Regions from separate parts of the Mus musculus genome. Here regions 2, 3, 4 and 5 are each linked to region 1. Evidence: chromatin contacts called from public HiCAR-type, HiChIP or PLAC-seq and promoter capture Hi-C data. All regions are on one chromosome and are shown on one strand. The core of a region is the stretch at or near the end of the contact, and the rest is flanking DNA. Distances in the headings are between cores, read along the strand shown.

Region 1 (2,814 bases), core at 219-2,718:
TGCGCGCGCTCGACTGGCCAGGAAGAACGACGCTGCAACAGGATCCTTCTGCACACGTTTATTGGGAGAGCTTGATTGTAGAGGCGAAAGACCCTGAGCCCAGAACTGGCGCTGCTTACATAGGCCTAGGAGAGGTGTATCTCACATCTGATTGGTTAACTTGTCTTGGCAAAAGAACCTTCACTGCCTATGTATGTGTGGTGGCCAGCAGTAGCCAACTGCCACTCTGCAACTGCCACTCTGCAACTGCCACTCTGCAACGGCTTCCCACAGAAAAAAGAAAGGGTGAGCTCACTCAGCAGTAAGTCTCAGAGGTTGGAAACATTCTAGGCCTAGATAAGACTATACAGAGGCTAGAAGCTTCCAGGACTAGGCCTAAGTTAACACAGTAAGCCTCAGAGACAACAATTACAACAGGAGACTAGAAGATACTATTACAAAATATTTTTTAAGAAATGGGTAGGACTGGTGAGATGGCTCAGTGGTTAAGAGCGCCTACTGCTCTTCTAAAGGTCCTGAGTTCAAATCCCAGCAACCACATGGTGGCTTATAACCATCCTTAACGAAATCTGATGCTCTCTTCTGGAGTGTTTGAAGACAGCTACAGTGTACTTACATATAAAAAAAATAAATAAATAAAAAATATTTTTAAAAATGGGTAAACACATTAAAGCAGACTAGTTACCTGTCCTGTGGTGAGTCCTTGTCCTGTCATAAGTACCAAAAGCTCTCCTTTCACCCTCAGGATATTCCAGGTTGGATGGATTTGTTTGGACATCATTTTTGAGTCTTTGCTCATTTACTTACCACATAGCCTCGGAAGGAAAGGAGAGAGGGAAATAAACGGGAGGAAAGCAGAAGCAAGCACATGGAGCAGGAAACATGGAGGGAGGTCTCCAAGCCTGCCGGCTTCCCAGCCCATCAGCCCTCGCTTCCCCAGCTTGACAGGTCTTTGCACCATCAGCGCACAGGCAGCTGGAGGCCAGATAATCTGGCCATGAGTCTACGGGCACTCACGATCACGTGAGTCTGAACCCGAATGATTAAAGAGATAAAGTTCTGGAAAGTGGAGCATGACAGCACGGGCCTGTAAACACTCCTCAGCAGGCTGGGTCAGGAGCTCGAACCCAAATCCCGGCTGGGTTACAGAGTGCGTTCAAGGCCAGTGGAAGCAGCTTTGTGGAGACTCCATCTCAAAATAAAAAGCAGGCTGGGAGGTGGGAATGGGATGAGAAAGGATAACGGGAGGTGGGAACGATAAAAATGTAGTCATGTATGGAACTGTCCAAGAATAATATAAATTAAAACCAACAAACAAAAAAGTAGAGCGTTTGGTTAGGGGGCTTGAAGCCGTGTGCTCAACTTACATATGAAGGAAGGAAGGAAAGAAGGGAGGTGGGAGGGGGCAGGGGTGGAGAGAGAAGGGTGGTGTGAGCATAGAAGATAGTGCTAGGGAAACTCGGGGCCTGAGACGCCAACATGGCCTCTCCCAGGGAAGTCCCGTATGCTTCCAATTTAGGGACAGCCTTGTGGTGTGGGCCCGAGACTCCAGGGCTGCACAGCTTCTAGTATCCCCATTCTCATCCCGATGCAGTCCTTTAGATAACTGAAGACGGTGGAAGTAAGGATTCCCCACGAATGACTGAGTAAAAGCAGCGTCAGGTCAACCAAGAGTGGGCAGAAAGCAGTCAGCCCAGGCGAAGCCTTTGGAATGGGAGGTTGTAGACTGTCACAGCCTTCCGCTCAGTGATGGCACCGGGAACTGTGGCCTGGATCACCCTGATCCCCAAGAATCTAAGTTAGGTCTGCTGGGTGTGGGGGGAGCAGCAGCGCCTTGGAGAGGACTGATCTGCAAAAGGAAAAGTAGAGGCGTCCGCACCCGAGAAAAGGGGTGTCACGATTATGTGGCTGGTGGGGTGTCACGATTATGTGGCTCTTGGCTTGTCAAAAATGGGAACGTAGTCAGTGTTTTTAAGCATCAGTGTGGACTTAGGGTGAACATGCAGTGTGCGTGCGCTTCGTGGATGTGTAGTTTGTTCTCCGGGGGTGGGGCTGGGGGAGGAGTTCCTGACACTGAGATTTTCCAAAAAAAACGATTCTGACTTTTCTGCAGACTCTATCCCATCGCTTACATGAAACTTACTGGAATCAATTCCCACAGCCAGGTCTCTGGGAAAGACTTGGAGTCCTCTGAGAGCCCTCTGTCTGCGGGCGATGGCGATAGCGATGCCAACCCAGCCTTCGGGGCAATACCGCCATCTGCTGACGAGGCTAAGAAGAAAATACAGGAAAACAAGACTCCCATTATGATCTGGGAGATTGGTAAGAAATTCAGAGCCAACCAGAGAACTCACTCATACAAAGAAAAGGACCGCCACGGAGAGGAGAAGTCAGAAAGGCCACCGGGGAAGTACGGACAAAGAGTTGTGATCAGAGACTGAACAGATACGGGATCCAGGCTTCAAAGGCTCTTCCTGGAGAGATATTCTGGAAATGTCCTGCATCTACGACACAGAACCAATCTGAAGTGGCAGACTCGGTCTGAGAGCAGAGCTGGTTTTCAGGGTCCAGGGTCCCACAGCTTACCTCCCTGAGTGGCAGTGCTGTCGAGTGGAGGGTAGCAACTGCCATCTCCTGGCTTCTTGACTTTGGCATCTAGTAAAGTTTTCAAGTGCATGTCCTGACCATAGAGACCAACAAATGATGCGTCAATGTGCCCAATGAGGTCTAGCTAGCTCAGCCACAAATGTATTAAAAATAAAGATGTTTATGCTTTCTACAAGCGTTAGTCACTGGGTCCTCAGAATTTGACCA
Region 2 (2,814 bases), core at 136-2,635, 1.2 Mb before region 1:
ACCCTCCACAATATTGCAGGGACAAATCTGGGGCATTCTAGCTATGGGAATGCCAAGGTTCCAGGAGGCTAAGTTTCCTTGAAACTCTTTGCCTTGTGACTGCTTCCAGGCTTTTAGGCCTGCCAAGCCAGTCACTACTGGAGTGGACATAGCACTGGATCCCCTGGATCTAGAGTTACAGATAGTTGTGAGCTGCTATGTGGGTGTTGGGAATTGAACCCAGGTACTTGGCAAAAACAAATGCTCTTAGCTGCTGAGCCATCTCTCTAGTCCCCAGTGGGGGGGAGAGGGGGAATTAAACAGTATATATATTTTTAAACAAGTGACATCCTGGCCCTTTCACCTTACACAGTCACAGGCTTTAGCAGACTTGACATTTCTGTCTCAGCTGTGTGAGGACCTTCTGCAGAGATTTAAAGACTGCCATGTCCTGTCGGTGTTAGTGATAAAAGAAAGGCATATATGATGTGAGCAGGTCTTAGCCTAGCACCTCGCTGTCTTATCCAGTCACTAAGGAGCAAGGGATTCTAGGAAAACTTGGGAGAGAGTTCAGAAGGTAGAGAACTGGACGAAGTAAAACCATGAAGACTGAGTATAAATGTGGAAGAGATAGGAAATCCTGCCTGAAGCACAGATAATTGGTGATTTATGAGTCTGTGTAAAATTATATAATAGGAAGTCAGGTGTGGTATTGCACTCCTTTAATTCCCGGCACTAGGGAGGCAGAGGCATAGTTCAAGGCCAGCCTGGTCTACAGAGTGAGTTCCAGGAAAGCCAGGGCTACACAGAGAAGCCCTGTGAAACACAAACAATATAAATAAACACATAAAAATACATATTTAAATGTATTTACTTTTTGTATATTATAAAGCATCAGTTCTTACATTGGTTCAGTACTGTTTTGAAGAATTGCATGACATGTGCATGGCTTTGTTTTTATGACATCCTTATTTATATAAACAATGCAGGATCCAGGAGTTTATGTAACTCACTTGTGTGTTGATGGTTCACCTACCTAATACAAAGCACAGATCAGATCTACCTCTGCCCTGACACTCCTTTCAGCCAAAAAAAGTGCTTTCTTTGGTTTGACAATGTTTTTGTGACTTATTTGTCGTGTGACCTATGTCACCTGTAAATAGAGTAATAGTCCTTAACTCATAGAGATGAAGAAATAACAGACAGAAAGCGCCTTTCCATTCTGCCACACTTTATAGCAGCATCGAACCCAGGAAGAGGAAATAGCCAGCTCCATAGTTTTCTTTTTCTTTTTTCCCTAAGCTTCCAGCAGACCCTTCTCAACGGACTCCTTCAGAGGTTAATAATAAAGGTGCAGGTAGCTCCACCTCCTAACTGGAATTTCTTCCGTTCGTCCTCTTCCGGTTAGCGAAGGAAGGATCACATTTCTCAGGACAAAGGCATTTCACTAATGGTTTAGCTTCCTCATCTTTTCCACCCCAAAGCTGGCGACCCAGTGCGTTCTCTCTGGAAGATGGCAGTCTCTGGGCGCGAGAGGTTCCCCGAAGCTTCACAGACCCAAGAGCCCAGGACTACAACTCCCAGAATCCTTCGCTCCAGCGTGCGCGTGCGTCGTAGTGGCTAAGAGGGGTGGAGAGGAGGTGTCCACCGTCGTGGGTTCCCCGTGCAGGTCTTCTGTTGTCGCGCTCTCTACTCTGGGAGTTTCGGTGCTTTTAGCACCGGTCCAGGGACAGGAGGAACTAGTGCTGGGCCTTCGGCAGCACTAGTCTTGAACAGACAGTCTTGAACAGGCCAGTGCCCCAAGGGTTAGGCTGTCAGTGAGCGCAGGCTGTGCCCGGGTCCAGCTCCTTCCTGGTCCTTCCTTAGGAACAGACCTGGAGAGGCGCGGAGGGGAAGAGTGCGAGGCTTGCGGGACATCTACCAGGCCCAGTCCGAATTTCCAGGAAGCTCCCGAGAAGCTGTCCTCCTGACGTGTGAGGAGACCTGGTCGAACCCAGGCTGGCTATGAAGAGCGACGCCTCGACGTCTGCAGCCCCTTTGAAAGGGCTCGTGGGCCCTCTGCGGAGCAGCGAGCCCGCGCTCGCCCTCCCCGCTGTGTCCCCCGCGGTGCACCTGCTGGAAGAGGCGTCCGACCTGTTGGTGGTGCACCTGGACTTCCATGCCGCACTAGAGACTTGCGAACGAGCCTGGCAGAGCCTGGCGGAGGAGCCCGTGAGTGGCACGTACGTGCTGAGCTATGTTCCGTTCTGGATCCTTTTGGGGAGGAACTCGGGTCTCTGAATATCTGGCATTGTGAGACTGCGCCAACCACACACCTTGCTTTCCCTAAGGGATCCTCTTTGAGAGAGGCTGGTTGCTCATCCTGCACCCGTGAGACTGTACAATGAAGTCAAATCATGCAACAATTTGGAGGGACGCCACAGTCAATTCTTGGCTCACCTTTTCAGTGCAGGACAGGGTAGATGTCTTTTAAGTGTTCAGTCGTGAGGAGGTTCAGTAAGCAGGTAGCAGCCTTCTTTGGGAACACACCTCCTATTTAACCTAGCCTTGGCAGGTTATAGAAAATGGGGGGTAGAGCGGGGTGTCAAGGCAAGAAGCACACTGTTCTGGTCCTGTTGCAGGACTGAGTGAATTATCTTTAGATTGCTCTGTCTAATGCATTGGCCTCCTCTGACAGCTGGAGGGCACCATTTCTCTGTGGAGTAAACCTTCCTAAGAGCTGTGTGAGGCCACGCTAATGGCGGGAGTAGTCAGAATAGTTAACTGAAGAAAAGCAAACACTAGAGAGACTTGACTGTGGTTTTAGAGGGATGAAGGTTGCACACCCGAATGTTG
Region 3 (2,814 bases), core at 136-2,635, 1.2 Mb before region 1:
AGCAGTGGAGGCAGTTTATCTGGAGTCCTTGGGGTAGGCAGTTCCAGCTTGGAGGCCGTGTATCAGTGGGAAGTGTTTTCAGTACTTTCTCACATGCAAAGATGATTAAAACATGTATCCTCTCCTCAAGAAACTCATAGACAAATACATGAAAGGTGAGCCAACAGAATAAACTACTACCTAGATAAGTTTTACTCTGCTGCTTCCTGAGCACAGAAGCAAAGGTGTGTCTTCATCTATGTTTGGAAACAGAGCCAACATCTGGCCACAGCAGCTCCACCTACATCTTGAAGAACTCTTAACTTCCCACAGTGACTTGTGTGGTGGGAAGTTGCCAGAGAAAAGAGGGAGGGAAGAAAAGCTGGGTTATATCTCTTAAGTATGAAGTGGCCCTTGATAGGGAATTCCATGTCGCAGTTCAGGTGTAAGAACCATCCAACCCCAACCGACTTGGAGACAAAGGGACTTGTGGAGCCTGTTAGTAATGTGGGCAACTAGAGAGGCTCTTAAGCTGAGCATGGTAGCACACACTTTGGAAGCAGAGGCAGGTGGGTGGAGCTCTGTGAGTTCCAGGCCAGCTTGGTTTACAAAGCAAGTTCCAGGACAGCCAGGGTTACAGGCTAGGTGAGCCCCTATCCTCACCCAACTAGATGGAGGGTGAAGAAATCCTTTGCTCTTCAGTGTCATCTGTGGCCACTAAGAGGAGGTCCTAACAGGGCAGAGGCAGTGAGAACCCTGATGTTCTGGGGTACATGCAAAGTGACACATTTGGGGATTACGTAGGAAAGGCTCTTGTAGGAGTGGGTCAGGAGGAGAGACTTGAGAATCATGGAGATATTCTGAGAGTATTTAAAATAGTGCTGAATCCCTGAATCTACTATGGAGGGCTTGCAGCAGATGCAGATGCAGATGCAGAGGCATACCATCTTCTGACTTCTCCAGTAACCAGGCAGGCAGTGGTGGAAGCAGAAGCGTGGGCTCTGACCACGGGCTGGTCTGATCCTGCAGGCTCTCCTGGACTGAGGTGACCGGCTAACAGATTAGTGTCTTCCCACCACACCAGCCAGTGTTGGCAGCAGGACGACTATGAACATTTGGGGGGAGAAACAAGCATTTGTTTTGGAGTATTTTTCCACTGCTTTCCAGTGGCCTCGGAGTGGATGCGGGGTTTGTATGCACACGTGTGTTGCGGTCACAGGACTGCTTCCTGGACTGCAAGGCTCAGGAGCTCAGTGGCAGCTCCGGGCATGAGAAGCAGCCAGGCTGGACTAGGGAGCCTCTGGTGGGAGGGGAGGTGCCATTGTGACCTACCCAGGTCCCTCCCCTCCGCGGGCACTGTGATGCTGCAGGGCAACTGCTGGCCCAGCATGTCTGTCTCAGGCCCCCTCCCTCGCAGTGTGTCACAACCGCGGAGGCGGCCGTATCTGGAGCAGTTGGGGTGGGCAGGCCCAGCTGGGAGGCGAGCGGGCGAAGAGAGCGGCCACGATGGTGAGACTTCCCCGCCCGGGCTGGCCCCGGACGCGCGCAGGTGCCGGGGAGAGAGCTGCGGGGCCACGGGGTAGCTGTGGGGTGGCTTTGGATCTACTGGGCTCCAAGTCTCCTGGAGGGTCTGTGGGTCAGTTCAGGGTCAAGGGTCTTGTTTCCCAGGGGTGAGAATATTTTGTAGAGAATGTAGAGAGCAGGGGCTATTGGATCCTTAAAGGGACCTAAGACCGATCTGCGCTCGCTAAAGAGAGGAGGGCGAACCTGGAGAGCTCGGTGGAGAGATACGTTAGAATCTGGGGGAGTAGCCACTCGTGGACCAGAGTGAGAAGAAATGGGATGCCGAGGGATTCTGGACAGGTGGTCTGGACCTGGGTGGCCTGGGGGAGTAGTCTCCAAACCTAATCAAAAGTGGCACGTTCCCGGGGTCATTCTCCACCCTCATCACCCGGCCATCGGCTATCGGCTTGGGTTTAGGGCAACTTCAATTCGAGCTGGGTGTTATGGACCCAAGACGTTTCCCAGGTGCCTGTCACCAGTGCTGGCTCCTCGGCCATCGGCTTGGGTTTGGGGCACCCTCAGTTTCAGCTGGGTCCAAACCAGCTTCGCAAGCGCCTGGCGCTGGAGCAGGCTCCTCACCTTTCCCGGCGGTCAAAGTCAAAAAGACTTTGGGACTCAGAAGTTTGGGACCCAGATACCAGGGGACCTAAGCCGTTTCATTTTATTTTCTATTCTGGCTTCCAGGCAGCAACTCTTCTTCATTAGTTGCTGTCTCCACTAGCGGCTGCTACCTTCACAGCCCCTCAGAGCGAGCTTTACAGCATCTCTGCCAAAGCCCCTGGGAAGCTCCCCTGCGGGGGACTAACGTTGGCCTCAATCATTGCTCTCCCGCCCCCCTCCCCCCACGCCAGGAAGCCCTGGTGTGTCCGCAGTGAAGTGGGACAGAAAGGTTAGAGTGGAGAGGGGTGGGCAGAATAAGAGTATCTCACAGGCCAAGGTCAGGTTCTCTGAGCCACTTGCTCTGGTGTCAGTGACAGAACAGCCAGGCCAGAACCTTCCTTCTCTCCTCCCCACCTCTTTTCTCCCTCCCCCATCCCCTCCGCCCTCCTTTTCCCCTCCTCCTGCCACCCCTCCTCCTCCCCTCTGGCTGTTCATTTGGGAGATTGCCCAAGACTTTCTGGCGCTGGCTCTCCTGTCAGCCCTACCTCTAAGCCTATCCTATCACTCGCCAAGCATGCTTCCAGACACACCTGGGATCTTGAAGAATTTGACAACGCAGGAGAGAGTGACCAGAGGAAACCACTTGTGCTCAGGTCCTAGGTGTGGGACCGT
Region 4 (2,814 bases), core at 106-2,605, 1.1 Mb before region 1:
TATTGATCAAACTATCACATTTTATAACATCCTCTTTTCATCCTCCCCCCCCCCCCCACCAGTTTTTGATGTTCCTGTTTTTGGATACAACCAAACAGATAGAAGAAGAAGAAGAAGGAGAAGAAGAAGAAGAAGAAGAAGAAGAAGAAGAAGAGGAAGAAGCTGGTCACATAATTGATTGATTTGCAAATGTATTGGAGACTTAATGTATTTGTCCATGATATGTGCAGATGCCACATTGTCTACCTCAACCACTGATCAAGAGACTTTGTTTTACCCTGAGGGCCATACCCCACTTTCTATTTCCAAACATGGACATCTTGGTTTATTTTCAACAGCTGTGTATAACTCATGCTTCACACACACACACACACACACACACACACACACACACACACACACACACACACACACACTATAGGCAGGCAGACATATTTGTATATCTTACGTTGAACTACAATAGCAAAACAGAATATAGACTCTTCCAGATTTCATAAAGTCCTGGTAGCTTTCGATTAGGGGTATGTATCTCTCTGTCATCTTTGTCCAGTGCTGGGGGTAGGGAGTGGAGGACCCCTCTCAGAACAAGCGCATGGGGAAACCTCATTCTGACTAGCCCAGCAGCTAACAGATCCCCCTCTCCCTCAACTTATAGCCTCATATACAAGATACATCTGTAAAGAGCTAGCAAGCATTTCATGTATGTACATCCCAGAGCCTCCAAACCCGGCTCGGCTTAGACTGTATTTGTTCCTCGCAGAGCTGTACCTTCATGGCCACCTCGTGTGCTAACTGCAATGGTCTGCTATTTTCCACAAATGGTGGGACTGGTCAGAGGTCCCGTTAGAATGTTGCTTTCAGCACTTAGCCATTTGTCGTCCTGAGTTAGTCATAACCTCTTTGATAAAATAAAAACATTTTATCCTATAGAATTGGGGTTAAACGTAGAGGCACAAAAGAACATTGTGCAGATAAACTTATCTTCAGTGTTTAAGGATAAGCCTGGCAATTAACAGAGATGAAGTAAATGTTATCGCTGTCTCCTTACCCCCTGGGGACAGCCTCAGCAAGGGAGTTATCTGCTGCTGGCTTTCAGAGCAGAAGGTACAGCAACTGGGAGTATTTCCAATCTTAACATTGCAGATGAAAAAAGAGAGCGTATCCAGGAGTTACCGGGCCAGGTCCGGCTTGTCGTGTCCTGGTGTAGGCGACTGGACTGCGGGTTCTGTAGGGGCGCGTACAACCGCTCCGCCCGCCCGCCCGGTGCCTGAGTTTCGCTTTCCTTTGGATCTAGGGGAAAACGAAAGCTTGGCGGTGAGGGGGGCGTGGCCAGGCGTGCAGAAGGCTTGGCCGGCAGTGCCAGGGCGGCTGTGCCTAGGGGACAGCAGACACTCCTGAGCTGAGAGGCTGGGAGGCAGCAAGACTGCTCTGCTCCGCGGTGCCGCGTCCTCTTCTGTAGCCCTTTGCAGATGCTGCTCGGTCTTCGCTCTTTGGCTTGACTCCGTGCTTGAGGCAAGTTTGGGGCTAACTTTGAAAGTGTCCTTTATCCGCCAGAACTTTGCTTATACATCTCCAGATGATTAGGAATTTCCTTGGGTTCTGCAAATAGTGGCGGTCTGTATTCTTGGCATGTATATACTGGGCCAATGGATTTGCTTCCCAAGCATTTATATTATTCAGACTGTAGTCGTGATTTATGTTTAATTTAAAAAAGTAATTACCAAAGTGGCTTGTTAAAAATTCAAACAATGCAGACAGATGTGTAGAGTTGTTTCTCTTAATTTGCAACTCAGTATCATTTTTATGTATACTTTATCAGAAACATTTCTAATGGATATCTTTAACATTGCTCTGTGTCTTGCTTCTTGTTCTGTGCCTTTCTAGACCAGTATTTTAACTGATGCGTTGTATGAGAAGTGCGGATTTAGTTAAATAATTCATGGACATTTAGGTTCGGTCCTGTTTTTCCTGGGATAGACGTTTTATCAACAAATATCATTTTTATGCTCTTGTGCAAATACTCAGTCACACGTTAGGAGAAACTCCTAAAATAGAAACCAGCGGACTGAGAAACCGGAGAGATTTTTGTCCAGTATCATAAGTCAGGGTGCTTTAGACCTGTTCCCTGGCCTGTTTTTCCATCTTCTGTAAAGAAAGCTAAATATACCTTTAAGAAAAAACAACAACAAAAACCAAACAAACAAAAAAACACAACCTCCCCCAACTCCCCTGGAAGTCCAAGTTTGTGGTGTTTCAAAATTACAACTTAACTTCATACTTAATATCTTTAGAATTAACTCAAAAAGTGAGGCAAATATTTCAGAACATTTTTAGAATGTTTCCTGTGAAGTGTCCTTTGTGTGTTTGAATACCGTCACCTCCTTTGTTCATAAGAACTAACTGGGCAGAAAGTGGCGTAGCAGATGAGGTGTATGCTCCCTTCTGACTCACTACGCACTAGCAGAAGACTTTAAAAAGAGAGAGAGCTTTTTGCTTGCTCTCTCTCTCTCTTTTTCTTCTTCTTTTTTCACTCTGGAAAACCGTGCTTCATGGTCTTGGCACTTTTACGCAACATGATGTTTATAAGGAAGAAAATCACGTTGTCTCCCAATTGAGTGTATCATGTGACTGGGCTGTGGCCAGAGCCCCAATGGGCACATGAAAGGTGTATCAGCATCTCCAGGCTGAGGGCATGTCTAAGGACAGGCTAATGCATATCATCCCACACCGGCCAGAGGAGCCCCAAGTAGTGTGTTAGTCTGGGTTTCCTCTGGAGAGATCTGATTTTGTCTGTTACAGCACCATAGCTCAGAA
Region 5 (2,814 bases), core at 86-2,585, 1.1 Mb before region 1:
GAACTCTAGTTGCCCTTCCAGAGGACCTGGGTTCGAGTCCTAGCACTCTCACTACGTGGGCCCACATCTGCTTGGAAGTCCAGCCTCAGGGGATCTGACACCCTCTCCTGCCCTCCAAGGGCACCCACATAGATATACACATACACAGACGTATACACATAAATAAAAGTAGAAGATACAATCTTTTTTATTAAAAAAAAAGTCTCCAAGAAGCTCATTCTGAATAATTCTTAAACAGCATCAGTAGCTATTCATGAACTGGCTACATTATCAGATCCACTCTCTCCTGAAATCTCCTGCAACTTTCCAAGGTGCGCAACACTGTCTTCATCTTATAGCTGCAAGAATGAGAGTTTCCAGAAGCTGTGTGCTCTGCTCAAAACTCCAAGCTCCCGAGTGACAGATGTGGTGCTTGGCCCCTGTGCTGCCTGGCACCAAAGCTTACACAGTGTCCCCCTGCACTGCCTCGCAGCAGGTGGTGAACCCAAGACTGCGCTCTAGTCTTGGGACTCACAGCTGAAGGAACAGCCGGCCACCTCCGAGGGTCATCCCTGCCTGGAAAGAAAGTCCTGTGACTAGCTGTCTGCCTCCCATTGCCAAATCTTCCCTGATGACTTTGCTTTAAACCTTGGCATTTCATTGATTGCAGCTAAAAAAAAAGTTCTCGAACATTGTCAAAGAATTCAAACAATACTGGAGCTTCAAAAGGAAGAGAAAAATCTCCTTAACTACCGTTTCCTAACCCAGCTCTGTTCTGAGTGCAACCACTATTAACTCAGAAACCTTTTCCAGACGTTTCAACATTGTGTGTGCACATACGTGCGTGTGTCTGTGTGCATGTTGGATATTTTACTGACTTCTCACAGTTCAGTAATCTAATGTGTGGTTATTGTTGTTTTCCTAAATCATTGTCCCTTCTAGAATGCCATTTGGAACCCGATAAGGTTGGTATACTTTTAAATTAATCCTAATAGCACCTCACCAAATAAGCACCTACTACTGACTGCTTCCCAGGAGTCCTTGAGTTGTGGGAAGACAGGGCAACTGGCTGATCTCTTTATGGAGATCCCAGAGTCAGGGGGAAGGGCAGACAAGCTGTGGCAAGACACATGCTGTAGTAGAATCACAAGCAACCGGCTGAACTGCCAGGGCGGACAGAGTCCCCAGGCCAGGGAATCACTCATGTGCGGATTGTCTGGTGGCCGAGGGGGAGGGGAGAACGTGGGAGGGGGAAGGCAGGAGGCGGAATGTGGGCCGGGTCAAGTTTAGGATTACATGCACCACAGGGCGGTCTCCAGCCACGCTTTAAATAGCCAGCCCCTTCCCTGGCCCCCTGGAGAATTCTCCGACAAGACCTCAGGCAGAAACTTCACCAAGGTTCGGAATATTCTCTGCTCTTTCTCTCTTTTTCCTGTTTCTGGGCCTCAGAATGTAGGTTGGTGGGATCCATGGATTTACAACCATGATGTCCTCTGGATGGTGTTCTTGGTTCGCTCCTGGGTGTGCAGGTGCAAGCATTTTCTGCTATTCTCTTGACATTCTGAAAGGGGTGGCTCATGACTTAAGGGTGACAGAGGAGGGGTCGAGAATTCTAGTTGGAGAGGAGAATGATTGAGTTTCAGGGTGAATATAGAATTCATCTCTCCACTCAAGCCTCACAGCTGAGTCTACGCCAATGTTCCCACTGTCACAGACCAGCAAACTAAGGCTGCGTTACTCATTAACCTCAGGGGTCAGGCAGGGTGCTAGGGACGGCTGTGGTCTGAACCCGGCATGCCTGAACCCGTGCTTTCTCCACTGCTCCTGAGAAGCACGGGGCTAAGAGGCAGAAGGTTACTGCTTGGTTGCTGGAAGGGGGATGAGGCCAAGTGGGATGGCTTTGCCTCACAGGAAGGCATCCCTGTGATGGTTAGGAAGCGAGGCCAGGATCAGCATGAGGCCGAGAAGATCAGGTCAGTCAGGTGAGAAACAACACCTTGACTTTCACCTTCTTGTCCACAGCGAATTTGGATCCCACTCCCCAGCTTGTCAAATAATCAGAGATGTCTTCTATTCCTGGCCCTTTGGGCTGACTTTTCTGGTCCCTAGGGTTGCAGATAGAACCTAAGGGAAGTCTCTGGCTTGGAGAGGTTTCTGGTGAGAAGGTTCCATACTCTGAACTTGTTTGGGGGTTCGGAGAAAGCCCACCTGCTTAGTTCTCTACAAAGAGGCCACTCTAAATCAACCACAGGGCCTGAGTTACACAGTCTGAGCACCCAGGAATCACCTTAAGTTTATGTTATAGATCAAGTCCTTGGAGAAGCTGGGCCATTAGACCTTGTCTCAAAACAAACAAACAAACAAACAAACAAACAAACACAAAAACTAAAACAAAGACCTAAACAAGAGGAGCCATTGCACAAAGCGAGGAAGGAGTCACTAACATTAAGTGTGTTGATAAACCAAGGCAGCGAACAAGAGCTCATTGGTAGAACCAAAAGAGCAGTAAGTGCAGAGTGACTTCAAGTCTCCATACGATTGACTACCTAGGTGGCAACAGTGACTTGACTTAACAGAGCAGCGGCTGCAGGTATTTTATGTACCATCATTTTCTCAACAATGACAGGGTTGGTGTAGGAATTAAATGACCATGTGTGCAATGCTTAGTCCAGGGTAGCTGCTCATTAAGTTTAAAACACATCCGAATTTATTCTCAGTCTCAGTCTCAGTCTAGGATAGGGTGTTTCTAAGGTAGGGCTTCCTTTTCACGCCATCATCTTGGTTGTAACAGATTTTGATACCACTAGTGACAAAGAGAGGAAGGGAGCAGGGGAG

What was found. Promoter capture Hi-C pulls out the DNA fragments that hold promoters and counts their contacts. HiCAR-type assays count read pairs that join an accessible place to other places. HiChIP or PLAC-seq counts read pairs in DNA pulled down with a chosen protein or histone mark.
Region 2: a promoter capture Hi-C map of 3T3-L1-derived adipocytes shows a contact between it and region 1, with 2.7 times the contacts expected there. The contact joins the promoter of Pex26 here to the promoter of 1700063H04Rik in region 1. A contact is called at or near these places in 5 of 39 promoter capture datasets (the 3T3-L1 cell line, 3T3-L1-derived adipocytes, cranial neural crest and 2 more), 1 of 15 datasets of contacts at CTCF or cohesin (large pre-B cells), 1 of 484 Hi-C or Micro-C datasets (the N1E-115 cell line) and 2 of 115 datasets of contacts at active chromatin or transcription factors (embryonic stem cells and stem cell-derived neural progenitor cells).
Region 3: a contact with region 1 is called in an H3K27ac HiChIP or PLAC-seq map of embryonic stem cells, with 6 times the contacts expected there. The contact joins the promoter of Tuba8 here to the promoter of 1700063H04Rik in region 1. A contact is called at or near these places in 1 of 39 promoter capture datasets (second pharyngeal arch cranial neural crest), 1 of 115 datasets of contacts at active chromatin or transcription factors (embryonic stem cells) and 1 of 9 other capture datasets (embryonic tail).
Region 4: a contact with region 1 is called in a HiCAR-type map of astrocytes, with 4 times the contacts expected there. The contact joins the promoter of Usp18 here to the promoter of 1700063H04Rik in region 1. A contact is called at or near these places in 5 of 39 promoter capture datasets (cranial neural crest, hippocampal neurons, pre-B cells and 2 more), 1 of 484 Hi-C or Micro-C datasets (cortical neurons), 1 of 115 datasets of contacts at active chromatin or transcription factors (astrocytes) and 1 of 9 other capture datasets (pancreatic islet).
Region 5: a promoter capture Hi-C map of trophoblast stem cells shows a contact between it and region 1, with 11 times the contacts expected there. The contact joins the promoter of Slc6a13 here to the promoter of 1700063H04Rik in region 1. A contact is called at or near these places in 11 of 39 promoter capture datasets (the 3T3-L1 cell line, 3T3-L1-derived adipocytes, the C10 cell line and 6 more) and 1 of 9 other capture datasets (liver).

What each region holds. Positions count from the first base shown.
Region 1 is chr6:122,389,911-122,392,724 of GRCm38.p6, forward strand. It overlaps 1700063H04Rik (RIKEN cDNA 1700063H04 gene), which reads left to right and starts at 1,469. Exons shown (of 2, transcript NR_152109.1): 1 at 1,469-1,621; 2 at 2,114-2,777. RefSeq lists an enhancer at 2,695-2,814.
Region 2 is chr6:121,182,282-121,185,095 of GRCm38.p6, forward strand. Pex26 (peroxisomal biogenesis factor 26) reads left to right here and starts at 1,386. Exons shown (of 5, transcript NM_028730.6): 1 at 1,386-2,201. The coding sequence starts at 1,984.
Region 3 is chr6:121,209,349-121,212,162 of GRCm38.p6, forward strand. It overlaps Tuba8 (tubulin, alpha 8), which reads left to right and starts at 1,386. Exons shown (of 5, transcript NM_017379.2): 1 at 1,386-1,488. The coding sequence starts at 1,486.
Region 4 is chr6:121,244,551-121,247,364 of GRCm38.p6, forward strand. Usp18 (ubiquitin specific peptidase 18) reads left to right here and starts at 1,356. Exons shown (of 11, transcript NM_011909.2): 1 at 1,356-1,512.
Region 5 is chr6:121,298,953-121,301,766 of GRCm38.p6, forward strand. It overlaps Slc6a13 (solute carrier family 6 (neurotransmitter transporter, GABA), member 13), which reads left to right and starts at 1,336. Exons shown (of 15, transcript NM_144512.3): 1 at 1,336-1,377.